2 separate regions of the Rattus norvegicus genome follow, and region 2 is linked to region 1. Evidence: chromatin contacts called from public Hi-C data. All regions are on one chromosome and are shown on one strand. Each heading gives the region's core, a stretch centred on a gene start, on an enhancer-like site or on the middle of the called end of the contact. The rest is flanking DNA. Distances are from core to core; before and after follow the strand shown.

The links. Hi-C and Micro-C count contacts between places; a contact is called where the count stands out from the background.
Region 2: a contact with region 1 is called in a Hi-C map of Schwann cells, with 2.9 times the contacts expected there. The contact joins two enhancer-like sites. A contact is called at or near these places in 2 of 12 Hi-C or Micro-C datasets (Schwann cells and mammary epithelial cells).

The regions. Positions count from the first base shown.
Region 1 is chr5:151,158,401-151,165,184 of GRCr8, reverse strand. No RefSeq gene overlaps it. Among named protein-coding and RNA genes, the nearest start is that of Zdhhc18, 18 kb to the right of the region's middle. Within about 2 kb of position 1,519, at least 11 of the 93 cell types and tissues checked have an H3K27ac peak or open chromatin away from gene starts, as enhancers often do. A contact at or near this core is called in Schwann cells, where this site is marked.
Region 2 is chr5:151,423,689-151,429,586 of GRCr8, reverse strand. No RefSeq gene overlaps it. Among named protein-coding and RNA genes, the nearest start is that of Rps6ka1, 25 kb to the right of the region's middle. Within about 2 kb of position 4,381, at least 44 of the 93 cell types and tissues checked have an H3K27ac peak or open chromatin away from gene starts, as enhancers often do. A contact at or near this core is called in Schwann cells, where this site is marked.

The DNA of each region.
Region 1 (6,784 bases), core at 270-2,769:
TAAACAAATTGTCCACCCTTCACAAATACACCCAGTGCCCGTGGGTGGAGCAAGAAAGGGTGAAGTTGGGTCAGATTTCCATTCAGAAAAGGGAAGCAAGGAAAGGTGGGGCTTCTGGTCAAAACCTCCTTAATCCTCACTGCCAGGGCAGAGCAAAAACTGTTCCTGGGACCAGATTGATCAGACCTGGATTTCCTATTGGAAGGAGTCCTTGGCCACTGTCTGTTTGGTCTCCCCTCCTTGTACACAGGATTCTGGAAGTTATTCCTTGACAACTCTCCTCATAAGCACCTTGGACATGGGACTGAGGAGTAGGGACTCCTTGGGAAATGCCCAACTTTTGCCAGTGGTGTCCTATATGAGGCTCAACTGTTAATTTTAAGGTTCAGTCACTTGGAGGCTGTGTGGGGAACGAGGTTAAAATTTGCTTTTTGGGGTTGGGGATTTGGCTCAGTGGTAGAGCGCTTGCCTAGCAAGCGCAAGGCCCTGGGTTCAGTCCCCAGCTCCAAAAAGAAGAATAGAAAAAAAAAATTTGCTTTTTAGGGCCGGCAAGATGGCTCAGTGGCCACTTGCAGCCAAGCCTGCTGACTTGAGTTTGGTCCCCAGAGCCCACATGATGGAAGGAGAAACCCAAGTCCCGTAAACTGTCCTCCAACTGCCACATAGGCACAAATGGGAAAGGACACAGATGCAGGTACACAATAAATAATCAAATACAATTTTTAAAATATTGCTTATTTCATGCATATGAGTACACTGTCGCTGTCTTCAGACACACCAGAGAGGGCATCAGACTCAGATCCCATTACAGATGGTTGTGAGCCACCATGTGGTTGCTGGGAATTGAACTCAGGACCTCTGGAAGAGCAGTCAGTGCTCTTAACCGCTGAGCCATCTCTCCAGCCCCATTAAATGTAATCTTTGTTTGCAAATATATATTAATATGCATTAATATATATTAACATATATATTCTTTTACATTTTAATTATATGAGTATTTTGCCTGCAGTGCATCATAGGCATGCAAGTGCCCAGAGAGGCCAGACGAGGGCGTTGATCCCCTGAGACTGGAGTTATACACAGCAGTAGTAAGTCACCTTGTAGGTGCTGGGAATTGAACCTCTGCCCGCATGAAGAGCCAATTGTCCAACTCCATATGCATCTTTTTTTTTTTTTTTTGGTTCTTTTTTTCGGAGCTGGGGACCGAACCCAGGGCCTTGCGCTTCCTAGGTAAGCGCTCTACCACTGAGCTAAATCCCCAGCCCCTCCATATGCATCTTATAAATACATCTCTGCTGCTAATTACTGGTTTTTTGTTGTTGTGTTGTTTTGTTTTTGTTTTTTTAGCTCTATGCTCCAAAATCTTTTCCCCATCCTCTTTCTCTTTCCCAGATATGAGACAGATACTGGTGGTGCGCTGCGCAGAAAATCTTGTAACTGCTGCCGGGAGCCTCAGTGTTAGGCTCTGCCAACAAAGGCCACGAGAGGGCGACAGTGAGCCCAGAGGAAGAAGGGAGGAATTTGCTCCTTCAACCGGCTTCCTGTTCCCGTGAGGGCCAGCGTCCTAAACACTCGGCTCCTGTAGCTGCAGGTCCTTCCCGCCCTTGCTGTAGCATGAACTTTTGGAAGTGTGATTCCCCAGCGACAGTCGCAGAAGCAGCTCCGTAGCATCCCACCCGGAGATACCAGCAACTAGCTAGTCTGTGTCCCCTGCAAGTGCAGAGACAAGAAGCAGGAAGCAAGAGCACACCACATGTTTCCAATGTCCGAAGGGCTCTGTCCAGCCCGGGCAGGTGTCCCGGGTTTAGAAACGCCAAACTCTTGGCTTTACTCTCTGGTCTAAACGCCAAACTCTTGGCTTTACTCTCTGGTCTAAACAGTATAGATGCTTCCTGCTTGCTCGTGTCTTTTTAATTGTGGGGGGATTTATTTGTGTGTGTGTGTGTGTGCGCGCGCGCACACACACACACACACACACACACACACACACACACACAAAACAAGCTGGACTCAAACTCGGAGATCCATCTGTTTATGGCTCCCAGTGCCGGGATTAAAGGTGTGTGTCACTATGCCCGGGTTGAAGAAAGAACTATTTTTTTTAAAAAACCAACGTTATTTGGAATCACCAGGATATAGTCACAATTAAAGAGAGGCTACCCAGTTTCATTAAAGGAGAGTGCCATCACCTTCCAGCGACCTTGAAATTCTGACCCTCTGGCCTCCACCTCCCAAATTCTGGGACGGCAGGTGTGTGCCATCACAACTGAACCAAGGCAAGCACTGTACCAACTGAGCAGTGTTCTTGGCTCTCCTAAAGAGTTCGCCACCATTACCCAACTCTGTAGTTCTCAGGTACAGTTATTACTACCATTAGTAGTAGTATTCTTTTAGACAGGATCTCACTATGTATCCTTGGCTAGCATGGAACTCACTGTATAGACCAGGCTGGCCTCAAAGTCACAGAGATCTACATGCCTCTGCCTCCCAAAGTGTTGCGACTTTAGGTGTGGGCCACCATACCTGGCTTATAGTTAACAATTTTGAACTTAATCAGTTGCTATAGTACATTGGCTCTGTAAACTACTGAGACCCCAGTGGCTGTGAAAATGGATTTTAGAAAGGGTCTCGGGGAGACAGATGAGGTTCAGCCTGGCTGGACTCTGAACACACTAAGATCCGTTCCAGCGCAGCGTTCGGTGCTCTCCGTTCCTGCCGCACAAGTAACCAAATGTCAGCTCTGCTTATTTGTGACAAGGTGCCAACGGAAGCTTGTGTGTTGTCCTTGGCAGTGATGACAACTGTAAGCACTGAGGACAGGCCTCTGAGGCGTCTGAATCCTTACAGGAAAAAAAAAAAAGCCAGGAACAGTGACAACACTTGTCGGTAAGCTTGGCATTCAAAGCCTACCTGGACTACACAGAGCATAGCTCAAAAAGACAGAAAAAGAGAGACAGACAGACAAGCAGCTCAGGTCCTTCAATGCAAACCATGGTCAGAGAGCAGCAGAGTTCCCACTAGAGGCACACGTGCATCTTTTTCCCTCCTCCCCTCCCTCTATTTTTGATTTTTGGGTTTCTTTTTTGTTTGTTTGGTTGGTTACTTTGTTTTATTTTTTTAATATTTTTAAAGATGTATTTATTTTAGCTATATGAGTGAGTACACTGTCGCTGTCTTCAGACACAGCAGAAGAGGGCATCAGATCCCATTACAGATGGTTGTGAGCCACCATGTGGTTGCTGGGATTTGAACTCAGGACCTCTGGAAGAGCAGTCAGTGCTCTTAACCGCTGAGCCATCTCTCCAGCCCAACTTTGTTTTATTTTAAGATGAGATCTCACGGGGTTGGGGATTTAGCTCAGTGGTAGAGCGCTTGCCTAGCAAGCGTAAGGCCCTGGGTTTGGTCCCCAGCTCCGGAAAAAAAAAAAAAGATGAGATCTCACTATATGTCTCTTGTCTCTTGCAGGCCTGGGATTTGCCAGATAGACCAAACTTACAACCGTTCCCTGGCTTCAGACTTGCAGCAGGGGCTGGAGGGATGGCTCAATGGTTAAGGGTACGTGTTGCTCTTGCAGAGAACTGCGGTTCAGTTTCCTTTTAATTTTTTTTTTCTTTTCTTTTTTTCTTTTTTTTTTTCTGGAGCTGGGGACCGAACCCAGGGCCTTGCGCTTCCTAGGTAAGCGCTCTACCACTGAGCTAAATCCCCAGCCCCTGCGGTTCAGTTTCCAGCATTCACAGATGACTTAAATTTACTTGTAACTCCAGTTCCAGGGGATCTTCTGACCCCTGTGGGCATTAGGGATACATGTGACTACATGTGACTCATATACATAAATGTAGACAAAACACTCACACACATAAAGTCAATATTAAAACTGTCTACAGAAGCATGGAAGGAATTGTAATTTATTTGTGTGTGTATGTGTGTGTATGTGCATATGTGTGTGTATGTGTACAAATGTGTATGTATGTGTGTATGTGTGTGTGCATGTATGTGTGCATGTGTGTGCGCAAGTGTGTGTGCATGTGTGTTCGCAAGTGTGTGTGCATGTATGTGTGTGTGCCTCTGTGTGTGCATGTGTGTGCGCAAGTGTGTGTGCATGTATGTGTGTGTGTGTGTGTGTGTGTGTGCCATTGAAGGTACATGTGGTGGGTGAAAGGCAGCCCTGCTATCATATGGGTCTTGGGCATCAATCTTGGCCTCAAATGCCTTTGCCTGCTAAGCTATCTCTCTGGCCCTGATGAAAATATTTTTTTTAAAGATTTATTCATTTACTATATATAAGTACACTGTTGCTGTCTTCAGACACACCAGAAGAGGGCATCCAATCTCATTACAGATGGTTGTGAGCCACTATGTGGTTGCTGGGAATTGAACTCACGACCTCTGGAAGAGCAGTACGTGTTCTTAACTGATGAGCCATCTCTCCAGCCTGGAAAACATTTTTAATAAGTTTGATATTCGTTAATAAGGATAGTTCAGCAGTTCTCAACCTGTGATTGGATCATGACCCTTTTGGAGGTCACATGACCCTTTTATAGGAGTTGCATGTTAGATATCCTGCATATCAGATATTTATATTATGACTCATAACAGTAGCAAAACTATAGCTATGAAGTAGCAATGAGGGGGCTGGAGAGATGGCTCAGCGGTTAAGAGCTCCGACTGCGGGGTTGGGGATTTAGCTCAGTGGTAGAGCGCTTGCCTAGGAAGCGCAAGGCCCTGGGTTCGGTCCCCAGCTCCAGAAAAAAAAGAACCAAAAAAAAAAAAAAAAAAAAAAAAAAAGAGAGAGAGCTCCGACTGCTCTTCCAGAGGTCCTGAGTTCAATTCCCAGCAACCACATGGTGGCTCACAGCCATCTGTAATGAGATCTGATGCCCTCTTCTGGTGTGTCTGAAGAGAGCTTCAGTGTACTCATATATGTAAAATAAATAAAAATCTTTAAAAAAAAAAGGGGGGGGGGTTGGGGATTTAGCTCAGAGGTAGAGCACCTGCCTAGTGAGCGGTAGAGCACTTGCCTAGTGAGTGCAAGACCCTGGGTTCGGTCCCCAGCTCCGAAAAAAAGAAAAAAAAAAAAAAAAAAAAAGAAGTAGCAGTGAAATAATGTTGTGTTGGGGTCACCCGACATGAGGACCCGTATTAAAAGGCTGCAGCACACCCTGGGTTCGGTCTCCAGCTCCGAAAAAAAAGAAACAAACAAAAAAAAAAGGAAGCATTAGGAAGTTTGAGAACCACTGCTCTAGAATGTTCATGAAGCCTCCAGGGCTATGTAGGAGGGTCCTGGCCTTGACACCTCTCATTAGTCATTCTCTCATTCACCTAGAGTGACTCCCAGTCCTCGTGGTGGTTTGATAGGTATGGCCCCATAGAGTCATGTGTTTGAATGCTTGGCCCAGAAGGAATGGCACTATTAGGAGGTGTGGCCTTGTCGGGGGTTTGGGGGCTGCCTTTGAGGTCTCCTATGCTAAAGGTTTGCCTGCTGACCAAGATGTAGAACTCTCAGTTTCGCCTGCACCATGCCAGCCTGGATGCTGCCATGTTCCCGCCTTGATGATAATGGACTGAACCTCTGACCCTGTAAGCCAGCCCCGATTAAATGTTGTCCTTATAAGAGTTGCCTTGGGGGGCTGGGGATTTAGCTCAGTGGTAGAGCGCTTACCTAGGAAGCACAAGGCCCTGGGTTCGGTCCCCAGCTCCGAAAAGAAGAACCAAAAAAAAAAAAAAAAAGAGTTGCCTTGGTCATGGCATCTCTTCACAGCAGTAAGTCTCTAACTAAGACAGTCCTATAGGGTCTGTTATGACATGCACTGTTTGTGGTAGGTGCCAGCAGTCTATCTGGCCTTGGGCTTACCATCCTGCCTTAGCCTAAGTCCTGGGTTTATAGGCACACACACACTATTACATCTAGCCTGCTCTTGCCCCCAACCCCTGCCTTCCTGCCCTCTCAAGATATGGTCTCCCTGGGTGGTGGCACATGCCTTTGATCCCAGCACACTAGAAGTAGAGACAAGTGGATCTCTGCTAGTTTGCACACTAGAAGTAGAGACAAGTGGATCTCTGCTAGTTTGAACCAGTCTGGTCTACGGAGAGAGTTCCAGGATGGCCAGGGCTATTCAGAGAAACTTGGTCTCAAACACCCACCCACACACACACACACACACACACACACACACACACACACACACACACACACAGAGAGAGAGAGAGAGAGAGAGAGAGAGAGAGAGAGAGAGAGAGAGAAGATATGGACTCACGTTAACTCAGACTGGTCCCAAACCTGCTATGTAGCCAAAGCTTCTCTTGAGATCCTGTTCCTCTGCTAAGATTGCAGGCATGAGGGGCTGGAGAGACGGCTCAGCGGTTAAGAGCACTGACCTCTTCCAGAGGTCCTGAGTTCAAATCCCAGCAACCACATGGTGGCTCACAACCATCTGTAATGAGATCTGATGCCCTCTTCTGGTGTGTCTGAAGGCAGCTACAGTGTACTCATATGAATAAATAAAGCCTTAAAAAATAAAAGATTGGGGCTGGGGATTTAGCTCAGTGGTAGAGCGCTTACCTAGGAAGCGCAAGGCCCTGGGTTCGGTCCCCAGCTCCGGAAAAAAAAAGAACCAAAAAAAAAAAATAAAATAAAAAATAAAAGATTGTAGGCATGAGCCTTTATACCCTTACTACATGTTTTTTATATCTAGTCATGCTAAATACACAAATAGTTTTGTGTTACATTTGGTCGCAGTGTTACAGTACAATGACAAGTTGGAGAGGGTTGGGGCCTAGGAGCACT
Region 2 (5,898 bases), core at 3,132-5,631, 260 kb before region 1:
TCTCTGGCTTCCTTGGACACCTGCACGTATGTGTACTACCCATGCACACACTCATAATTTAAAATAGAATAAACCATTTTTAAAAAGCCAGGTGTGGCATTTTATGCTTGTGATCCCAGCACTGAGCAGAGATGCAGACAGGAGGATCCCTGCCCAACCATTCTAGCTCAACTGCCGAGTTCTGGGTTCAGAGAGAGACCCTGTCTCAAAAACAAGGTGGAGCTGGATCAGGTGATGTGTGTGTGTGTGTGTGTGTGTGTGTGTGTGTGTGTGTGAGTGTTTGCCTGTGTGTGTATCTGTGTATGTGTCTGTGTGTGTGTGAATATGTGTGTGAGTGTGTGTATGTGTGAGTGTGTGTGAGTGTGTGTCTCTCTCTATGTGTGTGTGAGTGTGTGAATGTGTCTGTGTGTGCATGTCTGTGTGTGAGTGTGTGTGTGGGTGTATGTGTGTCTGTGTGTGAATGTGTGTATGTGTGAGTGTGTGTGAGTGTGTGTATATCTGTGTGTGAGTATGTGTGTGAGTATATGTATGTGACTGTGTGAGTGTGTGAATGTGTCTGTGTGTGCATGTCTGTGTGTGAGTGTGTGTGTGCGTGAGTGTATGTGTGTCTGTGTGTATGTGTGTGTGTGTGTAGGAGCATGTCTTTAATCCCAACATTCAGGAGGCTGAGGCAGGCAGATCTCACTGAGATTGATACCGGGCTGGTGTACATAGTGAGTTCTAGGTTGGCCAAGATTACACAGAGACTATGTCACAAAAACAAAACAAAACAAACAACACAAAACAAACAAAACAAGACAAAACAAAAGACGTAAGTGCAGAGCACTGTGACACCTACATCAGCCTCTGGCTTCTGCACATACATGTGCATACATACAAAGAATACTGTGACTTCCTGACTCACGGACCTAAGCCTTATTCAGATGTCATCCTGACCCTGCCCGACCACCCAGTTCCTCCCCCCCTCTAAGGGACCTGCCAACTTAGCCCTTTCCCAGTGATTCACCAAGGCCAGGTGTAGGGCTGGATGAGGAAAGTGACTAATTGAGCCAAGAACAGCCCCTTGAACAGGCCAGCCAATACCTGACCAGATCCTTTGTCCTGTGTACCACCAATGAGAATAGGCCAGCTAACCCTGTTGCTGAAGTCTGCCCTCTGTAACGAATAGAAGTTGTGTGCTTTTTGGGTTTGGGATTGCCTCTCCCTGCATGGATAAGCAACCCCACGTATACATGGATTAAAAACCTTATACCCTCGTGTTATTGCAGCAGTCACTTTGTCAATCTGTGCTCTGTGGGTTGCGCTCCTAAGGTAAGGCCACTATGGGGTCTTACAACACAAACATGTACACATGTGAATCCACACGCATGTGCAAACATATACACGTGTAACCACATGCATAGAAAGAAAAAGAAAAGAGAATAAGCATGCCCCATCCAGTTATTGTTTGCTCCACAGGTTTCCGCTCAAACGTCACTTCTTCCATCCTGAATGTTACCAGGGCCTTTGTCACTCTCAGGATTCTCCAATCTGATAAGGACACAGTAAGCCTGTCACAAGGTCCTCACAGGTCGTGGCAAGGCACTATTATTTAATCTAAAGAAATCAGAGAGTCATCAACATGCAGCCAGCAGGGAAGGCTAAAATCAGAGAGGCCAGGAGATCTGGGGCTTAAAAAGAATTGTGAGCAGCAGCAAACTCTTTACCTGGGAAACAAACAGCTAGGATGGCCTGGAATTGCCATTTGAGGATCAGATTCTTCTCAATAGATACATATTTCTTTTTATTGGTATTTCTGGTGGTTTAAATAAGAACACTGTCAGGAGCCTTCTAGGAGTAGCTGGAGGCAAATGAGTAAGTTTTCCGGAGATGGCATGGTTTGTCCATGATGAGTAAGCGTGAGAGGCAAGGTCCTAAGAGTCTTCATCCCAGGATTGCGTCTCACTGCTGATGTGCTTTCCCTGTCACTGTTACATAGACTAATGGTTCCTGGGCATCAGCCCACCCTGTTGAGCAATCTTCCTGCAGATCAACATGAAGATGAACGTTCCTGAATTAATGCTGTTTAGATGACTTTATAGAATTCCTGATTTGATAATTTTAGAAGGCAAGTTTTTGGGAGATGGTTTTAGCTGATTTGAGAGAAAGATGTGATAAAGTCAGAATCAAGAATAGAATGTGTCGGGGTTGGCGATTTAGCTCAGTGGTAGAGCGCTTGCCTAGGAAGCGCAAGGCCCTGGGTTCGGTCCCCAGCTCCGAAAAAAAAGAAAAAAAAAAAAGAATAGAATGTGTCCGTCCCTCATAGAATGTTAGGTAAAGGCTGCCTAATAAGGAATACAATGTGCTTTCTTTTTTTTTTAAGATTTATTTATTTATTATATATAAGTACACTGTAGCTGTCTTCAGATACACCAGAAGAGGGCATTGGATCTCTTTACAGATGGTTGTGAGCCGCCATGGGGTTGGTGGGATTTGAACTCAGGACCTCTGGAAGAGCAGTCGGTGCTCTAACCACTGAGCCATCTCTCCAGCCTCCTATTTGATGTTTTTGAGGCAGAGTTTCTCTGTGTAGCTTTGGCTGTCACTTTGTAGACCAAGCTGGCCGGCCTCAAGCTCAAAGAGATGATATGCTGGGTATTAAAGTTGTCAAATTTGGACTTTTTTTTTTTTTTTGAGACAGGATCTCACGTTGTTAAAGCTGCCTTTTAACTCCTTTCGTAGCCCAGGCTAGCCACAATCCCAAGAGCCTCATGACTCTGCCATGCAGGAGCTGGGATTACTGACATACACCATCGTGCTTGGTTCCTGCACCTTTATGTGTACAATTCTCTTGCTTAGAATGTTCTTCCTAAACTATCTATACATCCTTCAGCATTCACTCCCTCAGCACACAGGCATTGGGATTAAAAGCCAACAAGGCCATGGGTGCCATTTTCATTCAAACCACCACCAATAGAAAGAACTATGTATCTGCTAAGAACAATCTGATCCTGCAAGTGGGGAAGTTCTGGAAAACTCCACCCGTGGAAATTCGAGGAAGTGCCCTGGGTAGGGGGAAGCAGGATGATGTCATTGTTTACTTAAAGAAAGAACTGGATATAACCTGGGACTGCGGCTCAGTTGGCAGAGTGTTATCCAGCGTGCATGAAGCCCTGGGCTTGACCACTTGCACTGAATCAAACTGGGCAAGGTGGCACACACCGTGCAGAACACTTGGGTGGAGGGATAGAAACAGAAGAATCAGGAGTTGAAGGTCAGCGCTGCCTGCAAGGCCAACCTGGGCTAAATAGGAATCTGTCTCAAAATAACAACAACAATCAAACAAACAAACAAAAAACTTTAGCCAACCATTGTATTTGACTTTTCCGTTCCAAGGTATGCGGTCTACCTCAGAGCTACATCCCCAGTACGACTTTGGATCTAAAGTTCCTTATCTCTTAGATCCTTGATTGTGGTCCCGGCTTAATCAGCTCTCATTGAATTTTACCTACTTAATTTTCTGTTCCCTTTATTTTTATCGGGATGGGAAATGCATCTGTGTGAAAATGGGGGTCAGAAGACGATTTTGTGGAGTCTGTTTTTCTCCTTCTACATCTGCATGGCCTCTGGGGATCAAATTCAGGCCCTAAGGTTTGTACAGCAAACGCTTTATTCACTGGCCTATCTCGCTGGTCCAAATATTGCTCATGTTCAGGAAATGGGAATAAGAATACTTCTATTATCATTGATGTTTGCCTTCACTCGGCAAGTAGGCTTTTGGGAAAGGCTCGTTTGTTGTTCAAGGCCTTGCTGCTTTGGGGAGAGATCAATCCTCATCCATTTAGATTACAGACCGAGAACGATGCAAGAAGGCTGGGTAACTATACTCCAGTCCTCTCTCTGTCCAGAGTAAGATTCACAGTAGCCTTGGAAAGCACTGCATCTGTTCAGCCGTCGCCATGACAACATCAGCCTGTGCTCCGGTCCATCGACGGAAGTGGGCGGTGTCTAGAGAGCAGATCGCCTAGGTGGCCGCGCGTGCCTGGGTCGTGTGCAGCCCTGAGGAGTCCTCCAGTGCCAAGCAAGCACTGCTTCCTCTGTCCACACGGGGGCGACGCAGAGCTGAGCTCCGCGCGTGCGTGGGAGCCAATGACCGTGCAGGGTCCTCTGGGCCCGAAACTGGAAACTGGAAACCCTCCAAGCGTCTGATCTGACGTCGTCCACGACACGCGACAGCCTTTCCCAGGATCGCCCAGCTCAAGTTCGGATCTGTCCCGACCCTCACTACCCTCCTCACTCCGACAGGGACCAAACTCGAGCTTCCCAGGGATGGGCCTTACGTGCCGCCCGACAGTCCCAGGAGGCCCAGGGAGCACGCGCACGCACGTGTGTGGGCGGGGCTTCGCGCTGGGACTGCCTCTCGGAGGCGGGGCTAGAGCCTGGGTAGCGCGCGGGGTGATGGGAGCAGGAGCCACGCGGAAGCCTCGCGGCCACCGGGCTGGTTTGCTGGGTACCACGTGGCTTGGTGGGTTTGGGTACTCAATGTTGGCTCTAGGGTTATCTCAGATTTAGGCACCAGTCATACGACGTGTCTGAACGCGGGGTCGGGGAGGACAAAACTGGGCAGCCCTAGGACCCAGTCTGAGACTAGTTAGTCGGGGCTCTTGGTGTGTCATCCACCCTTTAACATTCCAGCCACTGCCCAGGCTTGTCACTTGGCGGCACCCTCCCACCACGCACAGCAGGATATGCCCTTCTCAGAGCTCAGCCAAGCAGAGAGGCTTATGAGCTTCAGTTTCAACGAGATTAGGGAGCCAAGTCATGGTGGCTCATACCTGTTATTCCTGGGGCTGGAAAGTCACCGGGAGTTGGAGCCCAGCCCTGGCTGCATAGTGAGTTCCAGGCTTTTTTTTTTTTTTTTTTTTTTGGTTCTTTTTTTCGGAGCTGGGGACCGAACCCAGGGCCTTGCGCTTCCTGGGTAAGCGCTCTACCACTGAGCTAAATCCCCAGCCCCAAGTTCCAGGCTTTTTAACTACAAAGTGAGACCCTGTGTCAAAGAATTTAAAAACAAGACAAACGAACAAACACACAAAAAACCCGGAACAAACCAAACATCAAAAACCTAAAACAAACGAGCTAGAGCGATAGAGTAGGTGTTCTTTCTGGCCCTGTGTGTGGCTCCGGGTCCAGCAGTTTCTCTACAGGGAGGACTGGGGGGCGGGGGGGCAACCTCAGCAATTGACACTGGATGCTTTCTTACTTAACTGAAGTGTTCCAGGGATTGGAGGGAAATGTAATATGCCCTTCTCTTTCTGTTTTCCGGGGGTTCAGCATGAACATACCAATAAATCCTGCCCGGTCTCTGGTCTCTCTCTCTCTCTCTCTCTCTCTCTCTCTCTCTCTCTCTCAATTTGAGGCCCTGGCACAGTGAAAGTAAGTTTAAAAAAATTTAAAATGTAATTCTAATTCATAAATCTTTTTAAAATTAACCTTACAAAAACCCAATTTAAGCTGGGCATAGTGGCACAAGCCTTTAATCTCAGTACTTGGCGAGGCAGAGGCAGGCAGAGCTCTGAGTTCAGCTCGGTCATCTCGGTCTCCATAGCGCTCAGAGAAAAAAATGTCCTAAAGAAGAAAAAAGATGGGGCTGGGGATTTAGCTCAGTGGTAGAGCGCTTACCTAGGAAGCGCAAGGCCCTGGGTTCAGTCCCCAGCTCCGAAAAAAAGAACCAAAAAAAAAAAAAAAAAAGAAGAAAAAATATGAGGACTTTCACATTTTGTTTTGAGACAGAATTTCTCACTTTGTAGACCAGGCTAGCCTTGAATTCAGATTTGCATGCCTCTTCCTTCTGAGTGTTGGGATTAAAGCCATGAACCGTCATGTAGAACCGTCATGTAAAAGTCCTCATCCTTTTACTGA